Linked DNA regions of Mus musculus: region 2 is linked to region 1. Evidence: chromatin contacts called from public HiCAR-type data. All regions are on one chromosome and are shown on one strand. The core of a region is the stretch at or near the end of the contact, and the rest is flanking DNA. Distances in the headings are between cores, read along the strand shown.

Region 1 (4,982 bases), core at 949-3,448:
GAGAGCGCGCGGCGCGCCCCCGATCCCCCCCCCCCCCCCCCGTCTGGCTGCCCCTGCTTCCCCGCGCGGCGCGCTCTTTGTTCCCGCCCGGGGCCCGGGCCCGAGGGGGCGGCCCGGTGCCAGGGGGCGCGCAGGCGGGGGCGGCGCTCTACCTACGTGTCTTTGTGAAGCAGCGCCAGGCGTTCCTTGGGTACTTTGAGGCGTTGGGACAACCTTTTGCGCAGCCCTTCCACGGTCTCGTCGTGGGGCACCGACAGGTCGTAGCGGGTCCCCGTAGTGCTGTGGATCGCCAGGCTCATGGGTGCGGCCGACTCCGTGGCCGTGTTCAGCTCGCAGGCGCCGCCGGGGGCCCCGCGCCGGCAGCTCCGGGCACCGCCGGGCTGCGGCTCCATCCCCGGCGCGCGCTGGAGAACTGGGGGCCTGCGGGTCGCCTCCAATCCTAGCCGGGACTCCCCCGCCGAAACAAGGTCCTCCTCCGCTCCGCGGGCGCCCAGGGACAGGAGCAGTGCGTGCGCCCCTTGGGGAAGGTCCCAACGTTAGGAATTGAGCCGGCAATCAAGAATCCGAGTGGTGCTCCGGGGTCGTGTGGGATCCTTGGGTTGCGCCCCGGGGTGGGGTCTGTGATCCGTTTTCAAGGGCGGATGACAGCGACCTGGGTACGGCACGGGGAGGGTCCTAGAGAAACGGGGCAAGCTATCCTGGTTCGCACGGTGCCTGGATCCCTCTCGGGTCGTGCTACCCCGCGCGTCCCTTCCCTTAGCAACAGCCGCAGCCGCCGCTCGCAAGATCTGGGGGTGAAAGTACGAAGAAAAAAAAAAGTTATCATGTATCAACGTTCCAATGGGCGGGACCACCGCCCCCTCCCATTCACTACTTACTCCGCCGGCCTGGCGGCGGCCAATCAAAACACACAGACCGCCCAGTCCGTCGCGCTACCGGGCCAATGAGAATCGCCGCGGGGCTACCCCACGTGGCAGCGAGACCCTCCCTTTCTCTCCGCCCCGTCCCTTCTGCGTCCAATGGAGATGCCAAGAGGGTTGGGCTGAGGCCGATCCTGACCAGCCCCCGCGACCCCCCACCCGCTCCCAGAGCCATTCATAAGGCCCAAAGACCTTAACAAAGGGCGGGCGGGCCCTGAGGGTAGCGGACCCGAGTTTTAGGACTTAGCACCCCCCCTCCCCGCCCCTCTGCGCGAGCCTAACCCCTTCAGTCCGCAACGGGAGCGGTCGGGAGAAAAGGCTAGGAGCCGGCCATTGTTCCCGAATAAGGAACAGGAAATCGTGGCGCCTCCCCGCTGGGTCTGTCCGGGAAGCTACAGCCTGCGGAAGCTGTCGCTTGAGCCCTGAGCCTCATGGTCAAGGGTCGCGAGCTGGCCTCTCAAGGACAGGGCTGTCTTCCGCCCCCGTGGGTGGGTGGATGCAATGATATTGGAGAACTTGGGCGGAACCCACAGCTTGGGCAGGGCCCTGCAGCTCGGTGACGTGGCTTTGATTAGATCCGTCCCTCCCGAACCAGTGCCACTTCGCGTCCTAACCTAACTCACCCTCAGTTTTTTTTTTTCTGACTTCCCCCCCTCCCAATCCCGGGTCGGCCCGTTTCCCGAGGTGTGCCCGCCCAAGCCGTGACGTGATGCGGCGTCCCCGGCTGCGCCCGCGCGCGCCCCGCTTCGGGCAGCGGTGAGTCAGCAGCCCCGGCGCGCCCTCTGCAGTCCCCGCCCGGGAGCGCTGCCCGAGTCCCGGGGGAGGAGTGCCGTGCGTCTTGGCTGGGGAAGGGGTGCGCCAAGAATTGGGGGTCTGCATGTGGGGAGGGTCCGTTGAGAACCTTTATACTTAGCAATGCAGAGAAGACTTAAGACCGCACATAAAGGGAAACTGAGTCTACAAACAGTTCAAGGTCACTGGCTGAGTGCGGGGGGGGGGGGGGGGTTGGGGGGCGTGAGCTGCAGTCCCGCCAGGGCGGTGCCCATAGTGCGCAGCCCCTCCCACCCCACAAGTTGGAGGGCTCCGGGTCCTGAGGCACACTAGGTGCGGACGATTCAAAGAACAAAGAGTGGGACAGCCTGAGAAGTTTACGGCGGGTGGGGGCCCCTCTCCGTTTCGTGCGGTCCCGCCCCTACTCACCGGCTCCGTAGGTCCTGGGTCACCACTGCTCCAGATGACCTGCGTATGGGTCCTGGCAAGAGGTGGCCGTGCCGGTCTGGGGCCGGGCGGGCGGCCCCTGAGCCTTTATCCGCGCCGCCTTCCCTGGGGTGGAGTTTGGGCGGGCAAGGGGCGGGGGGCCGGGCAATGGTGACGCATTCCCTAACCCCCCCACCCCACCCCACCGCCTGCTGGCCTGGACAGGGACACCGGCCCTAGGGCTTCGCAGCACCCACAGAGCAGTGCCTCAGGGGTGTCACCGACCTGGGTAACTCCTACCTCCCCATGTACTGGGGTTCACCTCACATTAGGATTGGGGGGGTGTTTGGCCTGCTTCCCTGCTCCGCCCCCTTTCCTGTTGGCCTGGTGCTTCCGCCTGGGGGCGCCCGCGTGTGGAAGGGGGGGGCGGAACGGGAAGGGGTTCCTTAGTCAGCAGCCTAGGTCCAGGAAAACAGGGTAGTGTCACCTGCTAGGCAGTAGGTGCCCCTGACAGCTGCCTAGCCTCCTCATCCTTTAACGATGACCTCAGAGGCCATTTCTGTGACGATTCATCCATCCCTGGCCTTGCCTAGGCCAGTCACCTGTGTGACCTCTGAGTAGCCCAGTCCCTAATGCACCCTACACCATAGCATAGTTGGTTCTCACTCCAGCATATGGGTCCCAGAAGTCAGCTCAGGTCATCAGTGGGCTTGGCTGAATGTGTCTGTATCTCCAGGCCCCTCTGGGTTAATTACAAAGTACCAGACAAGCAAAGGAAGGCCTTCTGCAGCCTGGCATGTGTGATCTGTTCTCACAGCACAGATGCATCGGCACATACTGGCCCTGGCCCTGGCCTTTGGGGTGGATACTCACTCACCCACCTATGGACCAAGGAGCCAGCCCTTTGTCATTTGAGCGTGGCCAGACCCTCCATCACTTCCCTAACCTTCCATCTCCTGTCCACGTATGCGGTCTCTTGCACTTATCTGGTCTGAGCACCACCACCACCCTGGGTGCCCCTCCCAGGCCAGTTCCTTCCTAGGTCACCTTCCTCTCTGGCTGATCATTCTGGACAGGCATGCTGGGCCCCCAAGCAGACAGGCGTGCCAGACACTCCCAGTCTCCCAGGGTCATGGTCAGGCCAGAGAACACTTGGAGGCCCAGAGACTTTGAGGGATGAGCAGGAGTTTGTTCAGAAGTACAAACTGAAGCTGCGCAGTGTGGAGGTCAGAGGCAGGGTTTGCCTCTGGAGGGACCTCAGGGAAGGGATAGGTGAGGTGGGCTGGCTCTGACACCATTCAGACTGAAAGCCACTGTAATAAATGCAGGGTGCCCAGACTGCCTGCTTCCTGTCTCTTCTTCCTGTGTGGTCCTTTGTCCTTAGCATGAAGCCCAAGACTCAGTAATCTGTCCAGGCCCTGCCCTCCAGGAAGGTCCCAACCTCCAGGTTCTCAGTCCCGCCCTACTGCTCTGCTGTCCCAGGACACAGCCCAGCCAGCACAGGCTGTCCTGTCCTGAGGCCAGGCTCCAAAGCTCACACCTCCTCATAGGAGATATCTCCCTGAGTTCTGGTGGGGAAGATATGAAGGATTCACACTACAAGGTATACTAGGCCAGGCCAGGCTGCTCTGAGGGCCTCCTGTTGACATCTGTCCAGCCCGATGACCTCAGTGACCTCTGTGGCCCACACACCACTGAGCTGGGAACGTGGGGCTCTAGATGACCATGTTGTGACTTATCTTGGAATACCCCCAGGCTGCAAGTGTCGGAAGGGAAGGGTTCTAGCACACTCATGCCCAGATCAGGCACATGTGGCCATAGGGAGTCACCCACACAGGGCCCTGATACAGTGCGACAGGCCTCACTCAGGCTCTAGCCCGCCTGGTCACTGTCCAGGTGTTTCAGATGACCCAGTGATGGCAGGCTCAGACCTACTCACCACCCTCAAAGCCTCCCTGCTCCCCCTATCCCCCCATGGCACTCTACTCAGGCTGCTGAAGTGGGTTATATAAAAGGAGGGCAAGCCAGCATAATACCTGGCCATGGGGGTGGGGTGGGAAGGGGAGGGGTGGTTGTACAAAGGTATGGGGTGGTGCCAAGGCCACCCCCTACCAGGCCTCCCCACCCCACCCAGGGGCAGCTAGGGGCCTAAGTGCCTAAGGAGGTGCCAACTGGGACTGGGAAGGCAGCCAGCCAGGCTAGGGCCACCCACAGGTTGGGTGTGCCTAGGGCGGAGCCTCTGTGGGAGCAGGTGGTTCCCGATTCTTCCCAGAGCCTGTGGGGTGGGACAGGGGGGCCTGGCTGGTGGTCAGGGCGCTTTGCCTGGCCAGCAGCACTAGTCACACCCATTACTTCATGCCCTGCCCTCAACGCTTGCCCATCCCACCCATTCCAGCAGGCAGCACCCCAACAACCAGCCACCATGTTTCCTACCCAGAGTCGCCGATTGCCTCTGGGGGCCCAGCCAGACACAGGAACCCCAGGCAGGGTTGAAGAGAGCCCTAGCTTTGTGCTGTGCAGTTAGAAACAGAACACTCAGTTGGTTCCTGGTGTTTAATGGAGACAGGCTGGGTAAGTTGACGACGGTTCAGGTGGCTTTGAGGGGCAATCAAGGCCATCTCTCCAGAGGCATCGTGGGGATGCCAGATTGGGGAATCCTCCATGACCTGGCAGACAGGCACCAGGAAGCTTTAAGCCCAGCAACTGGAGCACTGCTGACCCCTGGTGGCCACTTCAGCCCACTGGGAACTTCTCATCGGCCTGGACCTGGCTCAGTTTCCCCGTGGGTGTCAGACAGTAGGTACCACCTACTCCAGGGCCTTCACTAGGGCTTCATTGGCCTCAATACGGATCTGGATCTCAGCC
Region 2 (4,982 bases), core at 1,555-4,054, 1.1 Mb before region 1:
GCAAAGGTAACCCTGACTAAGACGGATTGGTGCCAGGTTCATGAGGAGTTGCTGAAACAGGCCTGAGCGTGTTCTACGGAGGACTGAGAAGAGCTCGGGAGCTGCTTTCCCGGATGGTGCAGGGTGCCTGGTAGAAGACAGGCCTGTGAGGCTCACAGGGACTGAAGACCACATTGGGGCTGGGGGACAACCATCTACAATTCTGAACTAAGGGTCTGTGGTTCTGGCCCGCCCAAGTGAAGAAAAGAAAGGCAGAAGAGACCAGCATCACTGAGGTGAAGGCTTCTGGGAAGTGTTTCCTGAGGGCCAGCACACAGCTGTGTTCCAGAGGTAGCCAAGGCTGTACCTCAGGCTGGCAGCCGAACTTAGTAAGAGTCATCCAGGTGGTACTGGTTTGGAAAGCATGGAGAGCAGTGGGGCTCGGCACTGTGAGAGGCCAGGAGAGCCACTGGTGAAGAAGATGTGGCCACAGTGGCAGTTGATGGCCCCAGAGTGAAAAGGTCATGCAAAGAAGTTAAGTCTTGGCACCATGAAGGGATCCCATGAGAGGCTATTGGTGAAAGTGCAGCCCAGTTACACAGAGACCACAGTGTTTTGGAGATGCCAGTACCATGGGATGACCACCAAGACCAGCAGCAGCCATGGCAGAGCAGAGCCAGCCAGAATTTAGAAGACAAGCTGTGTGTGCTACCGGGGCCAAGGAGCCCCAGAAGAAGCCCAGATCGCTGGCTCCTGAGTTAGCTACATTGGTGAAATTGCTTTTTGCCTTGCTTCACTTTTGACCTTGTCTTGGTTCGTTCCTCTTGGAACCCACAGTTGAGAGTCTTTGAATTTTTTTTTAAAGAGATTTTGGAGTTTTACAGAGCAGATATTTTAAAAAAGAAACTGAGTTTTTATCCATTTAAAAAGATTTATTATTTTTACTTTTTGTGTGGAGTTTCTTTGCCTGCATGTCTGTCTGTGCACCACATATGTACCTGGTGCCTGCAGAGGCCAGAAGGGGGTGTCAGGTACCCTGGGGCCACAGGTGGTTTTGAGCTGCTGTGCAAGAGTGCCAGGTACCGAACCTGGGTCCTCTGAAATGGCAGCCAGTGCTCTAACCACTGGGCCCTTCTCCAGCTCCGAACTGAGTTTAAACGGTTTGATTTGTAAAGAAGTTTGTAGTATGTTTTGTATTGTGATGTTCACTGACAAGCGATCTTGAGGACTAAAGTCACTGCTAAATAGTCGTACTGCTGTGTCAATTTGACAAAGGTCAGTTGTGCTGAACTTTGATCAACTTGACACAAGCTAAAGTCATCTGAAAGGAGGGAACCCACTGAGAAAATGCCTCCATGAGATCAGGCTGTAGGCAAGCCTGTAGGGTGGTTTCTTAATTAGGGACCAATGTGTGTGGCGCCATCCCTGGGCTCTGGTCCTGGGTTCTATAGGACAGCAGGCTGAGCAAGCCATGGGGAGCAAGCCTGTCAGCAGCGCCCTCCATGGACTCTGCATCAGCTCTGCCTCCAGGTTCCTGCCCTGTGTGAGCTCCTGTCATGGTGATCTGGAAGTGTGAGTCACGCAAATCCTTTCCTCCCAGCTTGCTGTTGACTGGAGCGTTTTCTTTTCTTTTTTTTTTTCTTTTCATCATTTGTATATTTGTGTGTGTTGTGCTACGGCAGTGGACTTGCCTGACTTACAGACCTGGAACTCTGGTCCCCACAGTGACCCTCTCACCAGCTCTTGGCCCGGGTGTGTTATCACTGCAACTGTAACCCTAACCAAGCCACTGAGTGAAGAGGACACTCGTCCCCAGCCGTCAGCCCCCAACTCCTCACACACAGCCAAGCGCCTTCTCTCCACTTGGCACGGACATTATTCATGTGGCCTTTTATTTAGAGACAACATCTCCTTTAGTTCTTCAGCCTGGCCTCATACTCACTGTAGCTCAGGCTAGCCCTGAACTTAGACACACACACACTGCCTCAGCTTCTCTCTTCAAAGATTGGATTGGAAGCCTGTGCCACTTGCCTGTGCTTTACTGACTTCCAAAGACCAGAGGCTCACTTTACCCTGCCTAGCTTAGCCCCCCATCCATTAGACACAGAACCCCAGACCCCATCCTCGTCTGGAGAGCCCCCCATCCATCAGGGACTGAACCCAAATTCATCCCTGTCTAGAGGGTAACCCATCTGTCAGACACCAGAACCCCCAATCCATACTCACCTGGAGGGTCCCCCATTCATCAGGGATTAGAACCCCCAATTCAGGCCCATCTGGAGGGTCCCCCATCCACTAGACATCAGAACCCCAGACTCCATCCCCGTCTCGAGGGTCCTCCATCCATCAGGAACCAGAACTCTGACTCCATCCCTGCCTGGAGGATTCCCCCATACATCAGACACCAAAAACTCCAATTCTATCCATCAGGGGCCAGAACACCCCACCCTATTCCCGCTTGGAAGGTTCCCCAAGGTCTCAGGTCCTCTCTGAGGTCAGTCCCCTCCCCCAACTCTGTCCTCCATCCTCGGTCCCCACCCTACCCATCCAGGTCGGTCCCTCCTAGGCTAGCCCTATCCCCACGGGGTCCCCGCCCCCACCCTGCCTGTCACTCCCCGGACTCCCCGCCCCGCCCTCCCGCGGACCCCAGGGGCCGTCGCCCCGCCTCGGGCCCGCCCCGCTCCCCGTGACTCACGACCGAGTCCCGCGGGGTTGGGGCGCCTCGCCGCCCACGGGGCTCGTTACCTGGACGACGGGTTGGTGCCCTGCGCGAGGCCGGAAGAGCTGCTAGCCGCCATGTCCACGTCCTCCCGGAGCCCACGGGAGTGACGTCAGGGCCTTGCCCCCGACGCACCGCCCCGTGCTCGTTCAAGCCCCGCCCCTGCTCGAACCTGCCATCCCTAGCCCCAGAGAGCCTCAGCCTGTCTCCGCCCACCGGCCAAGCCCCGCCCCCTACGGAGGACGCCTAACTCAGGTGCCTCTATGATGATGAAAGGACATCTTAGGGAAGTCGGTTCTAGACCCGGCCTGCCATCCGCCACGTGGAGTCCCAGGGATCAAGGATCAAACTCCAGTAGTTGGGCTTGGCGGCAAGCCCCATCACCTGCTGATGTACACTGCCACCTTCCTTATCTCTTCTTGGACGCAAGGCAGAGAGCTGGCTGATTCTTGAGAAAGCTTGAGAAATTCCAAGGCTGAGAGAGTGGGTGGGTGGCACGTGACCATCCTTGACCTGAGCATGTGTGGCCTCCAAGGCTTAAGGCTCTAGGTGTGTAGCCCACGTCTTTCTAGAAGGCAGGGGGACTGTGGCAGTTTCTCTTGAGTTACATGTGATCTTTTCCCCTATTATTTATTGCAAGCCCTGTGCCCTTGACTTTTGCCTCTGAGAGTCCAACTTCTGACGTGTTCTAGAAAGGTGCAAACTGATTTATCAGTGCTAAAGGAAACACACAAAATGGAGTAATAGCCCAGAAAATGCAAGGAAACCCAGACACCTATTCCAACATGGATGGATGGCCCTTGAGGACAGCATGTCAGCATGAGTCAGACACAAAAGGACACTCGGACCAGGATCTCACTTCCAGGAGGTTCCTGGAGTCCTCAGACTGACAGACACAGGAAGTAAGATATAAGAAGTAGGGAGGTGATGGGCATAGTGTGGGTAGATGGAAGGTTCTGAAAGTGGGTGGGAGTTATGGCCGCACCGACAGGTGAATGAGCCTCGTGCTCAGTGAGACAGTAGGCACGCATTTCCATGGTGGGAAATGCCTAGAACAAACCTGTTGTCAGGAAGAGAGAGCCTATGTGACCTATACTCACATGTACACTCGTATGAACGTAGGAGATCCGAGAGTACTGACAGTACAGGCAAAGGCCTTGTGGCAGGAAGGAACTTGATGTGCTCACAGGATGTGCAGAAAGAACCTTGGAGATCCACTACTATGTGGGGTCTTATATTAGTTACCAGGAAAGATAAGAAACTGAATGGAGGGGGGTTAAACCCCAAACATTTATTCTCTCACACTTTCAGGGACCAAAGTCTGGGCGATTAGTTCTTTATGGACACTGGGGACATCCTTCTCTGCTCTCTTTTACTTCTGGTAACGTCTGGAAATCAACTGCAGTTCTCAGCTGCTAAATCAAATTGTAGCTTAGTCTCCATTTTCCCCAGGACCCTTGCTTGCCATACTAGGCAGAGCTCTACCCCTGACCACTGGCTGAATTCTACATAGGACATCACCTCTGACCACGCCCCCACCCCTCTTTAAATGTTTGTGTGTGTGTGTGTGTGTGTGTGTGCATGTGCCAGTGCATGTGTCAGTGCACATGCAGAGGGCAGACGTTGACATCAATGGCCCTCCGATTGCTTTTCAGTTAGCCCCAGCCTCCTCCCGCGCTTGCTTCGGGCTGAAACTGCCAGTGCACACCAGCTTCTCTGCCTACCCCCCTCCTCCCTGACAGCTCCACGCACACCTGCTGAACCATCCAGCATGACCCCTCTTCTCACTTCTGAGATGGGGGCTCACCAAGTTGTCCAGGCTGACCTTAGTCCAACCTGGATTTGAACTTGCAACGCGCCTCCCCACCCCCCACCCCCCGGTCTCAGCGCTTCCAGTACTTGAGACCAGGATACAAACTGTCTTTCCATCCCATCCAACTGCAGATGCTGAGCTGCATGCGAGCTGTCCATTTTTCCATCAGCTTCTAGATTTCCTCTGGGCAACTGCAGGGGCGCTGTTCCCACGGTAGCGCAGACCCAATACATCTAAAACAATCAGCCAGGTTCGCTGCATCCCAACATTCTGCCTTGTCCTGGGTGAATGAGGGACCCTTTGACTCACCCTGAAAGGGGGATCTGGAAGCCTCCATTTCTTTGCCCTCAAAGATGGTTTCAAGGGCGTCTCTTCCCCCGTACCAAAGAATCCTGCAGGCTCCCCGCCCCCATCCTGTAAGAGTTAGGCCACGGCTGCTTGTCCGTTTATTTATTTTCTCTTATGGTTTTG

The links. HiCAR-type assays count read pairs that join an accessible place to other places.
Region 2: a HiCAR-type map of kidney shows a contact between it and region 1, with 4 times the contacts expected there. The contact joins the promoter of Zfr2 here to the promoter of Midn in region 1. A contact is called at or near these places in 2 of 115 datasets of contacts at active chromatin or transcription factors (embryonic stem cells and kidney) and 1 of 9 other capture datasets (liver).

Annotation. Positions count from the first base shown.
Region 1 is chr10:80,145,488-80,150,469 of GRCm38.p6, reverse strand. It overlaps Midn (midnolin), which reads right to left and starts at 2,198. Exons shown (of 9, transcript NM_021565.2): 1 at 2,121-2,198; 2 at 157-788. The coding sequence starts at 392. Atp5d (ATP synthase, H+ transporting, mitochondrial F1 complex, delta subunit) reads right to left here. Exons shown (of 4, transcript NM_025313.2): 4 at 4,652-4,982. The coding sequence ends at 4,925.
Region 2 is chr10:81,230,985-81,235,966 of GRCm38.p6, reverse strand. It overlaps Zfr2 (zinc finger RNA binding protein 2), which reads right to left and starts at 2,804. Exons shown (of 18, transcript NM_001034895.3): 1 at 2,725-2,804. The coding sequence starts at 2,777.